3 separate regions of the Mus musculus genome follow, and all the other regions are linked to region 1. Evidence: chromatin contacts called from public Hi-C and promoter capture Hi-C data. All regions are on one chromosome and are shown on one strand. Each heading gives the region's core, a stretch centred on a gene start, on an enhancer-like site or on the middle of the called end of the contact. The rest is flanking DNA. Distances are from core to core; before and after follow the strand shown. Region 1 has its middle 13 kb from the start of Gm11269. Region 2 overlaps Frem1 (Fras1 related extracellular matrix protein 1). Region 3 overlaps Frem1 (Fras1 related extracellular matrix protein 1).

What was found. Promoter capture Hi-C pulls out the DNA fragments that hold promoters and counts their contacts. Hi-C and Micro-C count contacts between places; a contact is called where the count stands out from the background.
Region 2: a contact with region 1 is called in a Hi-C map of cerebellum, with 4 times the contacts expected there. The contact joins two enhancer-like sites. A contact is called at or near these places in 5 of 39 promoter capture datasets (embryonic stem cells, hippocampal neurons, liver and 1 more), 8 of 484 Hi-C or Micro-C datasets (the 3T3-L1 cell line, cerebellar granule neurons, cerebellum and 4 more) and 2 of 9 other capture datasets (adipose tissue and embryonic stem cells).
Region 3: a promoter capture Hi-C map of neural stem cells shows a contact between it and region 1. The contact joins two enhancer-like sites. A contact is called at or near these places in 2 of 39 promoter capture datasets (liver and neural stem cells), 4 of 484 Hi-C or Micro-C datasets (the 3T3-L1 cell line, cerebellar granule neurons, cerebellum and 1 more) and 2 of 9 other capture datasets (adipose tissue and embryonic stem cells).

The regions. Positions count from the first base shown.
Region 1 is chr4:82,702,173-82,706,956 of GRCm38.p6, reverse strand. No RefSeq gene overlaps it. Among named protein-coding and RNA genes, the nearest start is that of Gm11269, 13 kb to the right of the region's middle. Within about 2 kb of position 1,881, at least 43 of the 459 cell types and tissues checked have an H3K27ac peak or open chromatin away from gene starts, as enhancers often do. A contact at or near this core is called in cerebellar granule neurons, cerebellum and neural stem cells, where this site is marked.
Region 2 is chr4:82,932,456-82,937,239 of GRCm38.p6, reverse strand. Frem1 (Fras1 related extracellular matrix protein 1) reads left to right here. Exons shown (of 37, transcript NM_001198811.2): 26 at 1,067-1,268; 27 at 2,235-2,379. It overlaps Gm33260 (a long non-coding RNA gene), which reads right to left. Exons shown (of 3, transcript XR_390683.3): 3 at 1-174. Among named protein-coding and RNA genes, the nearest start is that of Gm33260, 11 kb to the right of the region's middle. Within about 2 kb of position 2,754, at least 58 of the 459 cell types and tissues checked have an H3K27ac peak or open chromatin away from gene starts, as enhancers often do. A contact at or near this core is called in cerebellar granule neurons and cerebellum, where this site is marked.
Region 3 is chr4:82,913,888-82,918,671 of GRCm38.p6, reverse strand. It overlaps Frem1 (Fras1 related extracellular matrix protein 1), which reads left to right. Exons shown (of 37, transcript NM_001198811.2): 30 at 1,892-2,041; 31 at 3,832-4,052; 32 at 4,658-4,705. Among named protein-coding and RNA genes, the nearest start is that of Gm33260, 7.4 kb to the left of the region's middle. RefSeq lists an enhancer at 401-3,299. Within about 2 kb of position 2,486, at least 52 of the 459 cell types and tissues checked have an H3K27ac peak or open chromatin away from gene starts, as enhancers often do. A contact at or near this core is called in cerebellum and neural stem cells, where this site is marked.

The DNA of each region.
Region 1 (4,784 bases), core at 632-3,131:
GCTCAAATCAAACAGGAGGTTGGCCCTTTAAACTGTGTGCAGCCAATATGAACCCTAAGCCTAAAAGGCTGGCAGAGATACGGATAGGGCATGTGAGAGGCTGGGTGATAAAATATCAACTCAGAGAGCTTGCTGGGCCTTGCCGGTGCTGTAGGGACCTGAAGTTATGTGGCAGCCACTTTGCAGAGATGTACTTGTTTGTATTTTTAGCAAAAGAAAGAGTTGTGTCAGCTTGTCCTGACTTGGCTTTCTGGTTGTAAGATTTTCTCCGAATTATTCGGATTTTTTTTTTTCCTAATTCTTTGGGAACTTGAGGACGGAGGGAGGGAGGGAGGGAGGACAGGATATTGGAAGCAAGTGCTTTTATTAGTAATTAGTCTCCATTCCCTGTATGTGCTCCCCAGGAAATCAGTGCCAAGCCCAGAAGGAGGCAGAAGGGACCTCCTTGAAGGGTTGCCCAGAGAAGACCTAAAGCAGAAGCTGAATTTAAAGTCAGGCCATGCACAAACCTGGCCCTCATCTTCCTCATTTTTTTAAATTATGTCTTCCTGTTTCTGGGTCACCTTTAGAAGGAAGGGAGCAGCAAGCTGGGTATCTTCCTGATTGAAAGCCAGTTCCCAGAGCTGATTTATCTTTGGAAACTGCCTGGCTCTTCTTGAACAGTGATTTCAAAGAGTTAAACTGTTTCCATATGTCCAGTATGAGAATGGAGTTTGTAGCCTTTGGCAACCTCAGCTGAATCCAGCTGCAGCTGCTACCTGTGTGTTCCACTCTGTGTGTGTGTGTGTGTGTGTGTGTGTGTGTGTGTGTGTGTGTGTTCTCACATGCACTCCTGCATGCTTCATGCTTGTGTGCAGTGACATATGAACCGTGTTCCGACTATGTCAATGAAACTGTTATGTCTTTGTTGGGGGAGATATTAATTCTGAGCAATTACAGCTCCCTTTCCCTTCTCCCCTCCCTCCTACCCCTCCCCTCTCTTCATCTGCTCAGCAAGGACCATGGACCATGTCAAACAATATACAACAGAGAAGAATGCAAATAAACTTTAGTCTGCATCGCCCAGCAAGGCAGTTAGCCGCCCACTTGCAAGCTACTTCACTCTTGTACACATGATACACAAAGAACGCTAGCTACTTTCACCAATCCCTTTAGACCAGGAAAAAAAAAAAAAGAGGCAAAAGAACTGATCCTTGTCCTTCTATCTGTGAGGTTGCAGTTCCTCCTGCTAATGAAGGAGCTTTTCCCATGATGCAGTGTGATAAGGATTGGCCTACATGTAGTCCAGCAAGCCACCGCTGATGTTTCCTCGACTAGGTCTCTTATCTCCCATTGAGCTGCCTCTGATGAAGGTCGCTGACAGCAGGATGGCTGGGAAAACGTCGGACAGCTCCATCAAATGGCAGCTTTGCTATGACATGTCAGCCAGGACCTGGTGGATGGTAAGTTTGGCATGATAACCCCTTTTCCATCCTCCCTCCAAATGCCCCCCTCCCTTCTTCCCTCTGAGCGCCTCCTTTGTTGTTCTGTGCACGTGTTGTAAAAGTTTGCTGCCTGCCGGCTGCAAGTTCAAGCTCTAGTTGTGGGAACCTGGAGCGCTCTGCACACCAGTGAGCTAGATAGGACTTCCCACTATTGTGGCCAGGGGCATAGGCCTTCTCTCTGAAAAGGCAGGGTGAGTTTTTGTTCACTTCTAGGAGAGAAAAAAGGAAAACAGAATAAATAAAGAAAAAATGCAAATATCCTGGTGGACCACAGACAGGCTGGCTGCTGTGAACTTCGTGGAGACCCGGGGCGGGCGGTCGGGCTGTAGGGGACTGGAGCCGTCCTGCCTAATTGTTCCTGCACTGGTCTTAGAACACAGCAATGTACTTCTTTCTTCGGTGTCTCGAATAATGATTTAGACGGTGTATTGTGGCACGTTGTGTGCAGCTCCCTCATCAGTATGCGACTGTCCCCCATGCTTTGCCTTAATTTGGAATCCACCTCCCTTTCAGTGAATACTGTAACCGGAGCGACCACTGATTACTATGCCACTCAGCGTAATTAAATTTAGTTAATGAGGATATGCATATTCAGTTCATTATTTTTCTTTGCTCAGGCAAATGTGTGTGGGTTTGTTGTTACTGTCTCCCCCCCCCACTTTCATATTTGTCCAGCTGCAAATGTGGGGAGGAGAGAAAAGAAGCACGGAGCACGGGTGAACCCCGAAATCAACTTTAAAAGTAGTATCAGGAGCAGACAAGTTTTAGCTTTCTTCCATCAGGAGTTTGGGGGAAGAAAACCTCTTCCCATTATAGAGCGGCTACGTGATAACTTTCAATATGCTGGGTCCCGTGTGTGGACAATGGTCTCTTGTATGCTGTCGCCGTGACACGAATGGGGAAATCTTCCCTAGCCAGCTTTTCATGCGACTATCAACTTTGTCATTGACTAATTTATCTGGGCAATTTTTTTTCTTTTGTCACTTTTTTCTTTTGCTCTCCATCAATTCTGACCCTTGCGTTTGTGCCTAGATAGCGGTGGCTCAACTGCTTCCACAGCTGTTGTGCTTACAACGCAGCCCATTTTCACAATAAGTACATCGGGAGACTGTGGGCATTTTCTCCTAGGTGGGGAGGGATATGGCTGCCCTGGCGGTCAGTCCATCTGCAGTCCTCGGACAGAAGGCAGCTCCTTCCGAGGAGCCCTGGCTTCTGGCATTGCTGGGCAAGAGGGGTTCTTATTAATGTGTTAAAGTTTCTAGAAGGTGGGTACAGTGCCTGTGGGCTCCCGAGGGTCCCCACCTCACTGCCTGCTGTCTTCCTTCTCTGCACACTTTCTTCTTAGTGTGAGATGTGGGAGCCCCAGAATTCCACTGCTACTTGAACTCCCCGCTGCTACTTGTTGCTGTTTTGAGTTCTCTGTGTCAAAGGAAAAGTCTGATCTCTGTCTCTATATGCCCCTTCCCCCTCCCTCTCACCCCTTTTATTCTCATTAGAGTATGTTGTGCATCTGATCTAACTCCTTTCCAGTGTTGCAAAAAGCTTGTGTAAAAGACTTGTTACACATGCCCACACTAAGGCTTTGAAGTGACATTTATCAGTGACCCTGCCTCCTGAAACTCATATTAACATAGTCTAAGAACTGGGCATTAAAATTAATATTTTCACTAAGCAAGGCATTTACTGTTGGGGGAAAAAGTTAAAGTTTGTGCTAAGAAATTTTACTTGAAAACCTATTGGTGTGAGCACAGCAAGCTGGTCGCTGATGTGCCCTTAAATGCCGTCATCTTGCTCCACAGACTCAGTGTCCCATGAGAAGTACGTTATAAATACTTGATTTAAAGAGTGGACAGATGGTTGTTTATTTACTTTTTAGTTATGTTATTGTGTTGTCTAAGAAGATGCAGATGATGGACAAGGACGTGTTTAAAGATAAAATAGCAAGTTGAAAATATTTGCACAAGTCATTTTTATATTTAGACTTAATTATGTCACATGTATGGTGTGTTCTTAGGATGATTCGGTTTTATGGACTCTTGTCAATTTGGGACCGAAGTGTTTAAGAGATTACTATTTAATATGTCATCAGAAACTTGGGGTGACAGGTGCTTTGCCGGACACCTGATTAATCAAGCTATGTTATTGCTTATCTTTAGTAAAGCCCTTGAAGAAACAGGAAGCACACCAGGGCCAGCCGAGTGTCAGTGCCCTGTTTTTGTAAGGTTTAAGAAATATTTTTAATGGTTCTTTAAAGTTCTTAAAATCTCTTTTACCATGACTCTCCTCTTACCATGAAACCGAATCATTTCGTTGTTATAATTACTTCAGGGTTTTGTATAAGAAAGGATATTGTATCCTTGTTCGGCTTAATCAAATGAAATTTTAGTAACCAAAGCCTAAATTCCAGAGCTGCAGTGTCAACGTAGCCCGCCAGTTGCTTCCTGACTCATTGTCTGCTCCACTTAGGTTCTCTTTTTGTGTGACAATGATCATAAATTCTACTTGACAGGGGGGAAAGCCCAACAAGATGTGGTTGTCCAATTCTACATCTGTTTTCTTCCTAGATAGGCATGTTTTGGTAAAACAGAGGGAGAAAAAAACCATCTTATTGAGACAGCTCAATAAACAAGTATAGGGAGAGTAAACTCTCGTGAGTGTGAGTGGTGTGTGTGTGTGTTAGCTGTCATCTACAAGTGTGCACTTCTTACACGATGAATCCTGTATGGATTACTTTTATGGGGGGTGAGTAGCGTGTGTTAGCTATCATGTGTGGAGTTTTAAAATCTTGTATGCTTTACTCTTGTGAATGCATATGACTGAGTTAGCTATCATGTGCATGAGTGAGGCTTTCAAACACTCAGCCATATATGAGTTATTTAGTGTATTTTGTGTGTATTAAACGTATGTACATAGTACACTTTTTAAAACAATAAACTTCATGGTTTCGTTCTTTAGATGGTTTGCTATGTGATCGCTTTCCAAGGGAGTAAGCCGGAGAGCAGGCTCAATGACAGTTGCCTGGCTATATTTAGAGTTCTGGTGATGACCTTTTCCATTATTTGAAATTACCACTCAGACTGTTTTCAAGATATACCTCCTAAATAACAGTATTTTACCACTGGTTATTAAAGGTTCTGTTATGTTTCCTCTTAAACCACTGATAAATAAAACTTACAAGAGCGATTTCCAGAACTCCTATTGTTTTTTGTGTTTTTATTTAAAGCTCTCTGAGAGAGAGATTTCTTAAAACTTCTTTGATAGCTGTTTGGACTTTCAAGGAGGCAGCTCTGCACCAGACAT
Region 2 (4,784 bases), core at 1,505-4,004, 230 kb before region 1:
AATATGGCTTAGTATGTTTCATGTTTCCTCTTTCATGCCACCGTGACTACGGGAGCTGCTCTTCCCAGGAGATCATCACGAAATTCACAGCCCGAATTCCACCAGCCTTGAAGTGCTGAAAGTCTCAGCATACAATTTTCAGATCCGAATTCGTTAAAATGCTTTTATAGTCATCTACAACAAATCCAGAAAACATAAACACGCTTTTTTTTGCATGCATATGCGTGTAGGGTGTGTGTGCATGCTTATTTACAAATGTGAGAGCATGTTTGTGTGCTCATGTGTGTATGTATGTCCATCTGGTGGCTAGAGGGTGACTTTGAGTGTCTTCCTTGATTACTCTATTTTCCAATGGCAAGGGCTCCCTTGTTGAACACGGAGCTAGCTAGTTCAGCTAATCTGGCTAGCCAGCTTGCCCCAGGGATATCATCTCTGACACAGCCTTACCCAATCCACCACCCTTAAGTATCTAGTCCACTTATTGAGTCTGGTGGTCTTCAGCCTTAGTGGAACAATATACAGGCTAAAGATAATCACTTGCATAATTTTTATAGTGAACTATTTCAGCTTTTCTTCTCAACACTTTGGCATTTGGGCAAAGGCATGTGGGAAAGGTCTTTGGCATTTGTAAAAACCTAGGATTCTGTTTATGTAGTTCATTAAACACAGCAAATCTTTCCGTGGTGCTGACGTTAAATTTGCCATGTAATTTTGGGGTCATTTTTAGTGTTTTCCTTGTGCTTCTGTCATGGTTCATGCATAGTGCTGTGTGCAAGAATGGGCATTGGGTGGGAAGGTGTGGTATGTCCCTTCATAAAGCTAATATTGTAAGGAAATTCAGACAGGGGACATCATAAAGCTGGGTGGAGGTTTGTGATGGAAAGGAAACCTTGGCCCTTGTCTCTGTATTTGTTAGGATAGGGTGAACAAGACAGGCTTCGGCAGAAATCAACAGATAAGGACTCCAAGCGATCTCTGGGTTGAGGAGTTCACTATTGTTGAGCCAGGAAAGCCCTGTGTAGCATAGGGAGAGAAGTCCTTGTGTAACGCTACGTTGGTGATTCAGGTGGATCAGCTGGACAAGGCAGCGCCCCGTATCACACACTTGCACTCCCCTACTCAAGTGGGGCTCTTGAAAAATGGCTGCTATGGGATTTACATCACTTCCCGTGTGCTGAAGGCATCAGACCCTGACACAGAGGATGACCAGATCATCTTTAAGATTTTACGAGGCCCATTGTACGGACGTCTGGAGAACACAACAACAGGTACTTTCCATCTTTTTTGGGGGGGCGGGTGTACTTTCCATCTCAGTCCTTGTAAGTCCTCATTTTAAACTACTAGTTGCTGGCAGAGCTAAAGAGGAACTCAGGTAAGTGTAGGTAGGCCCGTTTGGTGAGTGCTCCCTAGGGCTTGCTGATAGACTCAGTTTATAAATCAATGTTGTTGCTAATAGGGGTTTGAAGCTGAATCTTCTAAATTCATCTTCATAAGGAGAAACAGCTCCTGACACACAGTAGCTGAACTCTTCACTGACTTGTTATTTTGTTTTATTTTCATGTTGTGTTTTATTCAGAACACAGTGCCAGGGTGAGATTGATATTTGAGATTAATTTCTTTCTCCTAGTATGAATCCCCAATTATATCATCTGCTTTTTTAAAAATATGGTTTTTCCCCTAATAGCTTTGCTAAATTTTATATTAGCTCTGCTTCAGGAAGGCAATGATCACAACAACTCATTAAACAGGATGGCAGAGGCGACAGGTTTTATTAACTCCCCATTCCCTTTCTCTTTAGTTTAGGATTATAAGGCAAGTATCTCCAAAGCAAAGCAAACTTAAAGAGGAATTTGAGTCAATCTTATTTGTATCTGAGCATGGGTGCAACAATGCTAATTTTCTTTAAATGGACTTTGGCTTTTTTTTCTCTCTCTTTAAAACAAGGTCTCAGGTAGCGGCTGGCCTCAAATTTGATATGTAGTAGAACACAGCCTTTAACTTTGGATCATCCTTTCTCTTTATTTCAAGTGTTAGCGTTCCAGGTGTATGCCTCCATACAGGGTTTTGGGTGTGTTCTATGCATGCTAGGCAAGTACTACCGCCTGAATAGAACCCCCAGCCCGGCACTCTATTCCTTAAATCTGTTTGAAACAAAACAGCTGTGTGGTTTTTTAATTCTCAAGTGATGTTTGATTTGATTATCCATGAGAGATCCATCTATTTCTTGCTTGTAGGTGAATTCATCCACGAGCGATTTAGCCAGAAGGACTTAAGCCATAAGACCATCCTTTACATCATAAACCCTTCTTTGCAAGTGACTTCCGATATCCTGGAATTTCAGGCCATGGACCCCACAGGGAACACTGCCACTCCCCAGAGGTAACTTTCCATTATTCACTGGCTCTGCATGTCACGTTTATCCGATTAAGAACGTGAAATAATCTTTTCCATACCAGGTCTTTCACTGTTTATAGGGTAAATGTTTACAGGGTAAACCTTTACAATTAATAGGGTAAATTGATGGACTATTTCATAGGCTCATGCAATTTATTTTGGAGAGGGGATTTCTGTTGTATCATTTCTAGATGATGGAGAAACCAGTAGTTCCCAGATTATAAAGGCACTAAAAGGCTCAGCAAACAGCACCCTTTTTATCACGGTTGTAAATGCATCGCCTTTCACACCCTGGGAAGTGACTGTTGGAGGCCTTTCAGGACTGAGCTCAAAGCCTGTGTGTGTTCGTATTGCAGCCAGAGGTCACTCTAGGACTGTGTTAGTCACGACTGGCTTCTGAGCCATGGTGGGTGGGGACGGAGGTGGGGGTGGGATGAAGTAGAAAGAAGCAGCCAAATATATTCTTTCTTACAAAAAAGAAAGAAAGAAAACACTTGCCTCTGTAAGTTAACAAGCCTTATAGGCAAGAAGAAGATAGTATAAACAAAAATAGAGTAGAGGGGATATTAAGTGATATTTATAAACACAAATATATATGATGTAGGATAGTGGCCATAACAAGAACAAATCTGTGATATTAACAAGATTAACAGAGCAGGATAATTTCAGTGACTGTGCCTCCTTCCCAGATGCTTCTGGATATAGACCTTGAATAATTTACTGGCTGACAGATGGTCACAATGAGGTCCATCCGTCCATTTCTCCTGCTGCATTCGTTTTCGTTATTTACTGCCTTTCCCAGACGCCTCAGAGAACATTTAATTCGTTCTAAATTTTGTGTTCACCATATCCAAGACATAAATAATAGCATAAACGAGCACAGCCCTACTATGCTCCCTCTATGTCGAATTGTGAACGGGAAGAGAAACTGAGAAAATGTTCTCAGGGCTGGATTTTCCGTGTCCTCATTCTGTAGTGTAGTTTCACCACTCGCCACCAGAGAGTGCTACAGCCATTGCTAGCAAACCCAGACATCCTGTCTCAGAAATGCGTTCTGATGCGGCTTCTTTTGCCTGTTCAAGTGCAGTCCCTCAGCCTGGTTTATTAAATAACCCCACAGACGATGTTGGTCCCGTGGTTACCATATGCCAGGCGCACAGCACTGGGTGTTAGGGATCAGGTACGAACAAGGAAGACCAGGTATCTGGACTTAAAATCCTGAAGCTATAAACACCCATTAAACTGCCTCTGCCTAAGGGAACTGATTCCTGGAGATCACGGGCTAAAGATTAGATAGCGATAACTTACCTTAAGAGAAAAGAAGAAGAAGGAGAAGGAGAAGAAGAAGAAGAAGAGAAGAAGAAGAAGAAGAAGAAGAAGAAGAAGAAGAAGAAGAAGAAGAAGAAGAAGAAGGAAGAAGGAAGAAGGAAGAAGGAAGAAGGAAGAAGGAAGAAGGAAGAGGAAGAGGAAGAAGAAGAAGAAGAAGAAGGAAAGAAAGGAAGAAAAGAAAAGAAAAGAAAAGACGTTATTTTCAAGAAAAATAGTTGACTACATTCTAAAACTGTTAACAAATTGACTTCACTCAGCCTTATAGTCGTTTAAAAATGGTTCTACTGAAATGCAGTGTTGCTCAGTTCTGCCCCTGAGTGAGTACAAACCTTTGGCCCTCCGCAAGCCAGCCAGCATGGTGTGAGTGACAGAATTTACCCCCAGCAATGATACTAGCTTTCGCCACACTTGAACCCTTTACAAGCCTTGTTGTTAGTCACAGTCGAGTCATTATCACGTGGTTAACAGCGCTATGGCTTCTGAGGAGACTGGTTGAGATTGGCATAGGCATCCTTGTACAGAGATCTCTTTCCATAGGCTCATGCTGGAGATGACGCTATCATCTGGAGATGGCTCAAACCCGTGAAGAAAGATGCCCGCGGACAGATAATTCAAAAATAACTCAGATTTGGGCCCAGCATCCTGTCTGTTACTTCCTTTTGAGGGGGCTCATGGAAGTAAACATTGCTCTGCGTTGTCTCGGTATTTGAGCGGAATAGTTGTGCCCAAGCAGACACGGATTTTGGTTTGGTTTTCTTTCCTGAAACTAAACACACATTTTTCTGATAACAAACAGGGTGCGGGTTTAGCCCGGAACACCTGAGTTTACTTCCCTATCCAACTCTTTTTTATTTTTTTTTAATTTAAATTTTTTTTTCCCAGAGTTGAGGATTGAACCCAGAGCCTTGCGCTTGCTAGGCAAATGCTTTATCACTGAGCTAAATCCCCAACATACACCCCCTGCCCCCGTATCCAACTCTTAAGAGCTGTCTTCTGAACACACACACGCACACGCACACTAAGGGGACAAGAGAGGGAGGCTTTAAAACAAATAAACAAAC
Region 3 (4,784 bases), core at 1,237-3,736, 210 kb before region 1:
TATTTTTTCAGCTAATCACACGTAGCTTTTAATAGTTACTTGACTTTTCTGGTAAGAAGAAGAGCTGCAGAATCCCTGGGTCCCATATCCACCTAGTCAACCAAACACAAATCAAAAAATAATCAGAAAAAAAAAACATTCTTTCTGTAATGACTGTGAACCCTTTGGTTTTCTTGTCATTAACTGGGTCAAGGTACAAGATTCGCAAAGTGTTCATTATATTGCTATTATAAACAATCTACAGATGGTCTAAAGTTTACAAGAGAATTGCACAGGGTATGTATACAAGGGACTTAAGCAACTGCTGCAGATGTTGGCATTCAGTGGGAGTCCTGAGACCAATCTTCTTGGGTACCCAAAGACAATTTGTCTCCTCCAAAAAGTTTCAAACTCCTTTAGGTCAGAGCTTGGCTTATGCTGCATGTCTGGTGTTCTCCATAGCGTCTAGTGCAGAGGGAAGCACTTAGGGATAAAACACACATTTTGGCAGACCCACTCGTCCATCAGTGAGTTGGGAATTAGTTAATGTCTTATATTAGATAGTTCAACTTCTGATTTTGCAAAGACTGTAAAAAGAGATCATCTGAGACCACAGAAGATGCTGAAAGCATCATAAATCGGACACCAGCTTGTTCTTTACCAAAATGACTGCAGATGCCCCCATTTTCCCTATAAAGGCAGCCCAGTTCAGAAGTGAACAATTTATCCTTTCTAATGAATGCTGCAGGGATCCATGATATGCTGAATGGGCCATAAGAACTCTATGAGACATACTTTTGAGAAGGTGGCTGTCATGTAGGTGACAGAGTAACAGACATATCAGCATGCAAGCAAAAAAGTCAGTTTTCAGAAGAGAAGGCTGGGAAAGAGTGTTTAGCCACTGTATAGAGAAAGACTTATGGATATGGAAGCACCCATAGGCAGGGGAGGCAGGACAGACTTCCAAGCTTTGCTCTAGAGCCTAAACTGTAAACTTACTGTCCTTTGTCCCTGTCTCTGCCTCTTATGCCACCAAGCAGCCTTCAGCTTGCTTACCTCTGCCTTCACCTTCCCTTCTAAGTAAGTCAGGAAGATGTTTCACAGTTCCCATCATGCACACTGCTGGAGATTGAGACTGTTTCAGAAGTGTCTTCTAGCCTGAGTACTTTGTGTCTCCGATTTGAATTTGCCTTCCATCCTGATGGGACAGATTGGCTGGGATATCTTAGCGAATGAAGAGTTATGTTAAGTTCAGAAGGTTATGTGGAATAAACTTGTTTGTACTCCATGTTAGACACAAAGAGGGGACATGGAGGCTGGACCAGTCTATGGGTACAATCCTCAGCCCATACATTCTCTCTAGGAGAGTATGCAACTATTGAACATTGCATCAATCAGAAAAATCATCCATGGGCTAGAAGATCTGGGGGTGGGGGTGATAGCAGCCGATGCAGGCAGCAGTTGGAGTACATGAATCACGTCAAGGATTCTGTGAGGTGCCTGAAGTACCATCCAAAAATCACTTCTGTCTGCTGCACCCTCTTAAGATTTTTGCAACTATTAAGATTTTCAAATCGTAGTAACTATTTATTCTAAGGCACAGAGGGGGTGGGGTTGGAAGAAAAATTATGTCTGGGATTTTGTCTACTAACCTTTTATCCTCCCCCTGTGTAATGCTGCTTACTTTTTGTTACAGTGTTTGCATTGAAGGCCGGTCATCATTGTCCAGGAACAAATGCACTCTTTTTATATTATTTGGGAGAACAGCAGGGCCTCAGTGAGTTGGTGGCAGTACAATAGCTCACTCGGGCTACTGCAGTCTAGCGGTAGACATGTTAATTAATATATTTCTCTGACACCTAGGTGATTGAAATAGCAATTAAAGAGTAATTAAAATGTTTACTTCTTGTAGGAATGTCAACTAAGATGTGGAATATAGCAATTACCTATGACGGATTAGAGGAAGATGATGAGGTCTTTGAAGTAATTCTGAACTCCCCTGTGAATGCGGTTCTTGGCACGCAGACAAAAGCGGCGGTGAAAATTTTGGACTCAAAAGGAGGTATTCTTTTGATCCTCGTCTTGAAATCAGGAGCAGTCCTGGCGCCATGGCTGCTGGCTTGCAGCAGCCAACATGCTTGATAACGCCTTCAAATCAAAATGCGTAATTTCTTGTCAAGAAAGCCGCCTGCACCATGACTCCCGGGTTCTTTATTCTGGTGTGTGCTTCATGTGGTTTTTCCTCCTGCTAAGAGCAATGGCTGCAGCGAAGCAACAAGTCAGAGCCCTGGTTGCTTTTTTCTAACCATTTGTTGTTCTCACCAAGGGGGAAACAATGTTGGTGAGAATCTATGGACAATTATTTCCCCCCTGAGTTTGCAGGGCTGTAATTATCTTTCCTCTGTTAAGGAGAGCTCTCAGTGCCCAAAACAGGAGCCCCCACTGTAGTGTGACCAGGAAAATTCTAAGAAGGGAAGGAATTGGAGGAAAACAGACGTGAAGATGCAGCTGGCTGGGGATTCAGGGGGCAGCTGGAGAATACTAATGAATGACTTGGTGAGGCAGAGCCAAACGGTTCTGGGAAGAGCCTGCTAGAGAGCAACCTACAAATAAAACGAAAAGCAAAGCCCTTGGCGCTCTGAGGGTTTGTTCTGCCAAAGTCCTTCTGCTTCCAGTTCCTTATCTATGTGACACTTTATGTGTCCAGCGTGACACTCGATTTCAAGCCTTTTTTAAATGCTTGTCATGCCCCGTGATCTGCAGTTTTCTTCCTTACCTATAATCTGGTGTCCCCTTGCTTACCTTATAATAAAAGTGGGTGTTGTCTCCTTTGCTCTGTACACCCACATTTCCATGACATCTCTCATCCCCCTTTTCTCCACACCACGTGTACTTCTTGGCCAGCAGGAATTTCCACTCACATTGAGTGTGGGAAATATACACAAACAAAAATGCTCTGGACTTGGAACGTAGCTCAGTGGCAGAGTGCTTGCTTAGCCTGCAAAAGGCTCCGTGGTTGAATCTCCGTGCTGCTAAAAATAAAATAAATATTCAGCCAGGTTCTTTCGGCAGGTCGTTTTGTTTTCTTGTTAATTGAGGTTTTGTAATTGTTCTTTAATCTTTAATTCCTTTTTACTTATGGTTTGGTGGGGAGGTCAGAGGACAACCTGTGGGGATCTGTTCTCTCCTCTTATGTGTGTTCCCAGGATCAAACTCTGGTAGCCAGGGTTAGTGGTCAACATCCCCACCTGCTGAGCCACTTCACTGGCTAGTTTGTTTGTATTTGGTGGGCTGTTTTCTGCACCTTCCCAGAAATATTCATTGTTGAAGTTTCTAGTAGAGACTCTCTTAAGATTCACTAGGGTTTTGTCCCTTTAGAGTTGATTGCAAATATTTTACAGCTGCTGCTTGTTCACCGCTCCCTTTAAACAATCCTAGTTTGTACCTCTAAAAGACTGGAGGAAAACTCGATTCCTTTCCCAGTGTTGGGAGGGGGTGGCACTTGATCGGTGAATAAACCTTCCATGTTGGGGAGGATCACAGGAGGGAAGTGAGCCGGTTTCCTAAGCGTCTGGAATGATTATCAAGCCATGACAATGATTTTCATCTATGATTTGTGGGATGGATTTCATGAGTTTATAATCACCCCATCCATGTGCAGAAGGGATACCGCTTTCCCAGGTGGAAACTGATGACGAGAGAGGGAGTTTCTGGCAAATGGGAAAAAGGCAACATCTGGTGGGAAATTCATCCGTCTAGGTTTAATGACAAGCTGTTCCAGGAACTGTGTCAACGCCATTGCTTATGTGTTTGTGTAGTGTACTGATTGCCTGCCATCTTGCATGCCTCCAGGACGGTGCCATCCTTCAAATTCCTTCAACCAAAGCAAGCACAGCACGTGGGGGAAGGGCCCTTGGCATCCGCTGCCCTCAGGCTCATCCTCGCTCACCACTTCAGGTTCTCCTCTTCTGGAAAGGCCTCCTCCATCTTTCACCAGTGGAGATGCTCTTCAGGGTTTTGGTCTCACCGACCTCACTCAAAGGAAGACAATGACCCAGGGGAATGGCAAATCAGTAAGGATGAAGACTGGGAGTGGGTGTGTGGGGATGTGTGATAAGTGGCTGATACAGTGCAGAACGGTTTGGATTCTCATAGTGAGTGCTTTGTGGAGTCATGCAGTGCCTTTTATGTGCAAATATCATTATGCTGACCCACTCCACTAACTGTGCCAACTGAAGCGGTAGGCACATTCATTCAGCCGTGTGAATCCTGCTTTGGTTCCTTTTTATGATCAAGATAGATAGGGAACAATCAGTGGTCCTAGAACAGAAGCACGGTTAAGTGACCCCCTTGGGTGTGGAAGCTATGATGCCCACCAGGCACACTCTCACATGTGTGTGCATGCACGTGTGTACCTGTGTGCTTTCCTGAATCTCTCTGTGCTACAGATGCACTGAAAACGAAAGCCACCTCTCTGTCCTGCTTGTCAGGAATCAGCATGATCATGAGCTGTGGTTAGACATGATGGTTTACAAAATTCTATTGAACCTGGCATGAAAAAAAAAAGTCTCGGGAAATATTCTTTTTAAGTTTTCAGTTATTTCAGAACCTTACTAAAATATACTGCTACTTGCTTTTAAAGTCGGTTTTGCGCACATACGTCTTTTGTTGCTTTCAGGTTCTCCCATCCTCTGTTTGTAGAAATGGGACAGACACCATCTACAATGTAAGCACAAAGAATTGCCAAATGTCTTAAGTTCATAGATGTCTTCATAGAAGTGATACTATTATATTTTTCTCTTTCT